2 separate regions of the Pan troglodytes genome follow, and region 2 is linked to region 1. A link is a contact called in public HiChIP or PLAC-seq data. All regions are on one chromosome and are shown on one strand. Each heading gives the region's core, a stretch centred on a gene start, on an enhancer-like site or on the middle of the called end of the contact. The rest is flanking DNA. Distances are from core to core; before and after follow the strand shown.

Region 1 (3,270 bases), core at 696-3,195:
GTGGTGTTGGTTTTTTTTTTTTGATGGAATAAGTAACAGTATGCATGCTGGTGGGAATGATTCAGCAGAAGGCAGAAGAAGACAGTACAGTAAAGAAATAACAAATGCTAGTATTGGGTTTATGTTGTTGCAAACCTAGTGGAAGTTCTCTTCTGTTTTCGCAGTGGCTCATGCCTGTAACCCCAACACTTTGGGAGGCCGAGGTGGGTGGATCATTTGAGGTCAGGAGTTCGAGACCAGCCTGGTCAACATGGTGAAACCTGGTCTCTACTAAAAATACAAAAATTAGCTTGGCGTGGTGGTGTGGGCCTGTAATCCCAGCTACTCGGGAGGCTGAGGCAGGAGAATTGCTTGAACTTGGGAGGCAGAGGTTTTAGTGATCTAAGAGTGCCCCACTGCACTCCAGCCTGGGTGACAGAGGGAAACTCTATCTCAAAAAGAAAGAAAGAAAGAAAAAAAACACCGAAATAAGATTGCCAGAAATCATGAAAGGCCTATATGAGGTTAATCGTCACAAATTTGTTTTTCCCCAGCAACGTACTGCTGCATGGGTACAGGGACAAGACCAGGCAATATGTTGGATTTAACAAGGGTTGACATTTTGACAAAAGAGGGAAAGTACTTGAGAGAGGAACAGGAAATTGAGGGTGTATGCACCAGAACGTTATGTGGTTGACAGATTATACAGGTATACACTCAGTTTGTCAATTCTCTTGTATATTACTACAGACCATAATTTACTAAAGAGATTAGAAAATCACAAGATCTGAAATGGGACAAAAATGTACTGTCTATTCTGTGACAGGTTCTTTGCTAATTAATACCCCCAAAGAACCTCCAACTTTGTAGACTCTTTAAACATAAGATTATTCTCTCTGCCGTAAAATAAAGAAGGGAAAGAGTAGCAGGAGACTCCATAGAGCCTTATAAGCCAGTTCAGGGATTCGGGCCTTAACTCTGAGATGGAAAATCATCAGAAAGTTCAAGGGTATTCTACGAACACCTTGAAATGAGAATTTTTACTTCCTCACTTTTGGGTTTTGTACCACCAACGTCTAGCATAATGCTTTGTACACTGTAGACATCCAATAACGACAATTGATGAAACCTTTAAAAAGCATCGTAGGTGAATTCAACATGGGTTGTGGAGGGTAAGGATGGTACCATCTCTCTGTAAAAGGGAGAAGAGCTAGAAGGAAGTAGCTTTGGCATGAACCAAAATGTCAACCTAATTGATCTTTAAATTTCTCTGCAAAATGCCCACATCTACCTCTGTCTGTCGGTCCGGTCCGTTCGCCGGCTTAGGTCATATCACCCAAATATGCCCCAGTATGAGAAAAGCGCTGTCGGGTAGCTGAGTTCTCTATCAGTACAGATATTCATGCAAAGATCCCGGGCGGGAATGTCAACTACCGAACTAAAGACTGTATCAGAGGACCCTGCTCCTCGCGGTCCCCAAATCCCACCGCGCCATTTTCTTCTCAAGGGCACCCCACATCTGACAACTCACACAGATGGTTATCTTCAGCACACCGTGGTTATAGTCTCGGTACAACTCTTTGGCCTCCTGGTTGCATTCGATGCACCTGTACTGGCAGGAGGCCGAGGCAGCAGTAGGAGTCGCTGCCACCCCACCCACGTTCCCCTTCCCCTGCTGCAGGCCGCTCCGCCCGCCGTTGCCCATTTCCACTCAACTGCAGTCCAGAACTTCCGATTCTGTGGAGGGTAAGACGTCAGACGCCAGACCGGAAGACTTGCGCCGCGCGGGGCTTTTGGGATTCGTAGTCCCGGCACCGGCAAGGCCGCCCCGGGCTGGCCGAGCTGGGACTACCATTCCCAGCACACAATGCTTCTCCCCTTGTCCCACCCCCTTGCCACGGTCCACCTGCCCGCCGTAGGTTAGAGGCGGGGAGGCCTGAGAGCCGGGCCAGGGCTGTCGCACATGCGCCTTGAGGGAAGATGGCACCTGCCGGCTGCTGCTGCTGCTGCTGCTTCTGGGGCGGCGCTGTGGCCGCCGCGGGCGCCGCCCGGCGTGTCCTGGTGCTGCTGCTGCTGGGGGTCCTGTCCGCCGGGCTGCGGCCAGGCGCCCTGGCCACCGAGCACTACTCGCCGCTCTCCCTGCTCAAGCAGGAGCTGCAGCACCGGCAGCAGCAGGAGGCCCCGGCGGGCGGCGGCGGCTGCAGCCCGCAGTCCGGGGACTGGGGGGACCAGTACTCTGCCGAATGCGGCGGTGAGTGGGCGGCGGCGGGCGTCCGAGTCGGCCGGGGCGGCGGGGCAGCGGGGCTGGGGTCCCGGGCCGGGGTACGGGTCGCCCAGGCCTCATGCCTCCGGCTGCAGCGCGCGATCCGCGGGAGCCGGCTCAGCCAGGGGTCCTGTCGGGCAGCTTCCCGCCGCTGCCACCCACGCCGCCGCGCGCCCTCCTGCAGCCGCCTTTGGGCAGGGCGGCGAGTCGAGAAATGAGCTGACAGCATGCTCCTGGGGCCAGGGCGGCCTCTTCTGAGTTTGAAGCAACTGTTGGAAGGGTGGCGGAGGAGATGGCAGGTGGCCCGGGGCAGCCCTGTTCCCGCCGCCGGCCTCCCGAGGATGCCGAAGGGGCGAGGGAGGGGCGGGCGGACGAGCAACCAGCCCGGCGGCTTGCGGAGCCCGCCCCCGGAGGGAGACGCCTGGCACATCTTAGGCCTGGAAATCAGGCTTCCTGACCTCCCGGGTTAATGTCTCGTATACAACAGTTCCTAAAAATTCGATCCCTGGAATGGAAAAAAAGAGCAAGCCCATCTTATCTGCTCGTTGACATCTTGCTTCCAGTTGTTTAAGATTAACCTGCGATCTGTCAGGTGTCTCCCAGAGGGAAAAAAGGCCCCTGCAGGCCTTGAGCCTGTGTGTCAGTGCCGTGTGTATATTGGAGCTACGCCAGCTCATTCATTAAGAATGGGCGCTATTGGCTTCAGTTTAATAAATCATAGCAGATGCCTCTGGGACAAAATACATGTGTACATTTTTTTGTTTTGAAGTTCTGTCGTGGGTCTTTTTACCCATCAATCTCTTCCCTTTCTCTTTCCCCCTTCTCTGTGTGAGTTCCCTTATGGCTTGCTTTGGGAAGGGCCTGAGTCTACCAAACCCACTAGGAGATGGTTGCTTTTAAGACTTGGCAGTGGTTTTCTTCGGCGTTGTGTACCTGGGAAAACAATACCTTTTTTTTTTAGTTGAGATGAGACGTCAAGATTAGCACAATCTGATTTCCTTTTAGCACAGTCTGACTTCCTTGAGGAA
Region 2 (3,491 bases), core at 973-3,472, 110 kb after region 1:
TCTTCCCAAAGGCCCCACATCATCTTACCAGTTAGGATTTCAACATATGAATTTTGGGGGGATATAAACATTCAGACCATGTAACCTAATTAAATATTTGGAGTTTGGCTTTTTTCTTTTTTTCTTTTTTAGACAGAGTCTCCCTCTGTCGCCCAGGCTAGAGTGTTGTGGCGCGATCTTGGCTCACTGCAACCTCCGACTCCCTGGTTCAAGCAATTCTCCTGCCTCAGCCTCCAGAGTAGCTGGGATTACAGGCACGTGCCACCATGCCCAGCTACTTTTTGTATTTTTAGTAGAGATGGGGTTTCACCATGTTAGGCAGGGTGGTCTCGATCTCCTGACCTCATGATCCGCCCGCCTCGGCCTCCCAAACTGCTGGGATTATAGGCGTGAGCCACCGTGCCCGGCTGGAGTTTGGCTATTTTTATTCCCTCCAGGAGTAGATAAAGATATATGTAAAAAAAAAAAAAAAGTTTCTAATTTCAGCCAAGTCATCTGTTAGAGCCATATTTTAATTCCCCTGAGTTTCTTCTTATAATCTGGAAGAATTTTTCTTTCAGTTAGCCCCTTATCATCCAGATCATGGACTTTACATACTTTGGCCAAAGTCCCTGAATTATCTCACGCTTTTATTATCTTGAAAACTTCTTTGACTATCAATTATTGCCAGACCCAAAACACCTCATGGGGTTGTGGTTTTTTTTTTTTTTTTTGAAGGCAACAATTATTTCCACAACTGCTTTGAAAACAGCATGAGACCAAGTTTCTAAGGGTACGGACAGCTTCTTATGTGAATATCAAAGCAAGCCTGGGGATGTTAATTAATTTCAATAATATATCTTTAAACATTACCTATATTATTAAACAAGGATTAGAGGAGAGAAATCAGTGGGATTCAGGTCAGTGTATTGAGCTTCTCTAGCATCAACTCAAACAGAAGATCACACTCCAAAAAACTGTCCTTAAACTTCCGGTCTCATAAATAATCCGCCACTTACTGTGGAGACTATATTTGGTGGTTCTTGCCTTTCCCTGCTTCAATATATTATGTTGTGAACATTGTTGATAATAATGTCCTTAACCGTAGAGCCTGCCACATTCATGACATTCCAAAAATATTCTGAGGATTTCCGGGCCGGAAGATGAGGCCATCTCACATTTAAAATAGGACTTTGCAAGTTATTTCTACTTTTGTGTTCAGAACTATCCAGGCAAAGACCCTGGATAACAGCTGAAATGCTGGTTTTGGTTTTTGTTTTTTTATTTTACGAGTGGACACAATTCTCACCTGAGTCCTGTTAGTCTTGTTAAAATCAGTCAGATGGAGAGAGGGGGTTGGGGGAAGTAGGGGCTCGCTATAATTTTAATTTTGTGGTCTGTCTGGGACACACCTCAAAATGACAAACCCTGGCCCCCTACCTGTTGGGATGTCGCCTCAGTCTGAAAACTTTCTGCTCCTCTTTGGTTTGTTTGCAAACGTCGAACTGCCAAGAGTTCTGAGCTCCTTGGGTTGGGGAAAGGCACCTGGGCCACCGGGTACTTCATGCACCCACCTGGCCCTGAGGGGCGGCGGGAGCTGACTTTCCTTGAGCACCAGACGCCCCGCACGGGTCCAGCCTTCCAGGTCGCCCTCCGGCCTCCGGGCTGCCCTGCGCCCCCGGCTATCTGCAGCTCACCGCGCCAGGCCCCGGGCCCAGCGTCCTGGACGGGCCCAGAGAAAGCAGAGAAGGTGTGGCTCGTCCCAGAAAGGGACAGAAGGAAAGGAGTAAAAACAGAAGCCAGGCAGCCAGCGGCTTGGCCTGAAATGCTGGGGCTTTCTTAGGCTCACTGGAGGTTGAAAAAAGTTTCCTTTGTCAAGCAGCGGCCACGTGGCGCTATGGCGGTCACTACCGGGAATTAACCACGGCCACCCTCTCAGAGCGCCGGGCGCGGGCTCAGGGACACGCCGGCTACCACCTGAGCCGGGTAAGGGGAGCCCGAAACCTGCGGGCACCGCGGTAATCCACTATGGAGGCGTAAAGGGGGACTCGTTGGGGTCCGCGAGGGGGTGGCAGGGGGAGGGGCCCGGAGGGAGGAGCTCCCGGGGAGGGGGCCGCGGAGGGCCGGGGTCCCGGGGCTTGGGGAGCTGGGTTGGCTTGGAGACCCGGGTACGCGGCGGTGCAGGGCGGGGTTCCCGGAGGGGGCGGGGCTCCGGGCGGCGCGGGGCGGGGCGGGGGCGGGCACAGCGAGGGGCGGGGCGCGGGCCGGGAGCGGCGGGCAGGCCGGGCATGGCGTCCATGGCGGCGGCGATCGCGGCCTCGCGCTCGGCGGTCATGAGCGGGAACCGGCCTCTGGACGACCGGGAGCGAAAGCGCTTCACTTACTTCTCGTCGCTGAGCCCCATGGCCAGGAAGATCATGCAGGACAAGGAGAAGATCCGCGAGAAGTACGGGCCCGAGTGGGCGCGGCTGCCGCCCGCGCAGCAGGACGAGATCATCGACCGGTGCCTGGTGGGGCCGCGCGCCCCGGCGCCCCGAGACCCCGGGGACTCGGAGGAGCTCACGCGCTTCCCCGGCTTGCGCGGGCCCACGGGTCAGAAGGTGGTGCGCTTCGGGGACGAGGTAGGTGCGGGCCTGGCCGCGGACCCTCTTCCCCGCCCGGCGCCCCGAGGCGCCCCGGCCCGGTGGGCACCTGCCGGCGTGAGGCCGCCCCAGCTGGTAGGGGCTGGAAAAGAAAAGGCAGGAATGGCAGTGGGTGGGAGGGGAGCCCCAGAGCCGAAGTTCGGGGGGTGGGGGCTCCGCTGGGGGAGTTGGTTAAGAGATCGCCGAGAGGTGGGGTCGTTAAAGAACCTCCATCTAGACCTGATCCGCCGGCTCGCACGGACTCCAGAGACTTCTCCCGGAGCTGTCGTAAGCGAGGCTGACCAAAGTGGAAACAACAAGCAATTTTAAACCAGACAAGCCTGGGTTTTAATCCAGCTCTGCTACTTACTATCTGTATGGCGGTAGGTGAATTAACTTCTTAGAGCCTCAGTTTCCACTGTGTAAAACAGGGGTAATAACGCCCACCCCGTGCCTGCCCGTGAAGGGACTGAGCAAATGATATATACTAACATGAATACTTGTGATGAGATGTATGGGGAAAGTAAAATTGCCAAGCCAGGTAACAAGAAAGAAAAGGTGTCTTCCAAGATAAGGAGGGAAACCCATCCATCACCCTAAGATGTTTTCCAAGTGAGCACAATGCCCAGCGTATGTTTTAAGGGTGAGCATGGTGGCCCTGTTTTCCACCCAAAAACTAAGGGACGATAAGTTTAAATGAGCTCCAGTAAGTCTTGGCCACATAACAGGGCATGTTTAGGTCTCAGATCTAGACACTGTCCAGACTGCTAGAGGGGCCGTCATTTGTGAAGGTAGAAACGCTGAATCTGTTCCAGAAAAAGCTCAGGGATGACCCACACTTAGTCACAAACGCCTGAATCTTCTGTAGGGTTCAGAAACTTGGTCTTCTTT

The links. HiChIP or PLAC-seq counts read pairs in DNA pulled down with a chosen protein or histone mark.
Region 2: an H3K4me3 HiChIP or PLAC-seq map of stem cell-derived excitatory neurons shows a contact between it and region 1, with 2.0 times the contacts expected there. The contact joins the promoter of C1H1orf198 here to the promoter of ARV1 in region 1. A contact is called at or near these places in 1 of 7 Hi-C or Micro-C datasets (stem cell-derived neural progenitor cells) and 1 of 1 datasets of contacts at active chromatin or transcription factors (stem cell-derived excitatory neurons).

The regions. Positions count from the first base shown.
Region 1 is chr1:18,207,516-18,210,785 of NHGRI_mPanTro3-v2.0_pri, forward strand. It overlaps ARV1 (ARV1 homolog, fatty acid homeostasis modulator), which reads right to left and starts at 1,946. Exons shown (of 6, transcript XM_016940784.3): 1 at 1,511-1,946. The coding sequence starts at 1,684. TTC13 (tetratricopeptide repeat domain 13) reads left to right here and starts at 1,872. Exons shown (of 21, transcript XM_054660048.2): 1 at 1,872-2,230. The coding sequence starts at 1,960.
Region 2 is chr1:18,317,195-18,320,685 of NHGRI_mPanTro3-v2.0_pri, forward strand. C1H1orf198 (chromosome 1 C1orf198 homolog) reads left to right here and starts at 2,223. Exons shown (of 4, transcript XM_016940703.4): 1 at 2,223-2,600. The coding sequence starts at 2,268. It overlaps LOC107970607 (a long non-coding RNA gene), which reads right to left and starts at 1,509. Exons shown (of 2, transcript XR_008537511.1): 1 at 1,420-1,509.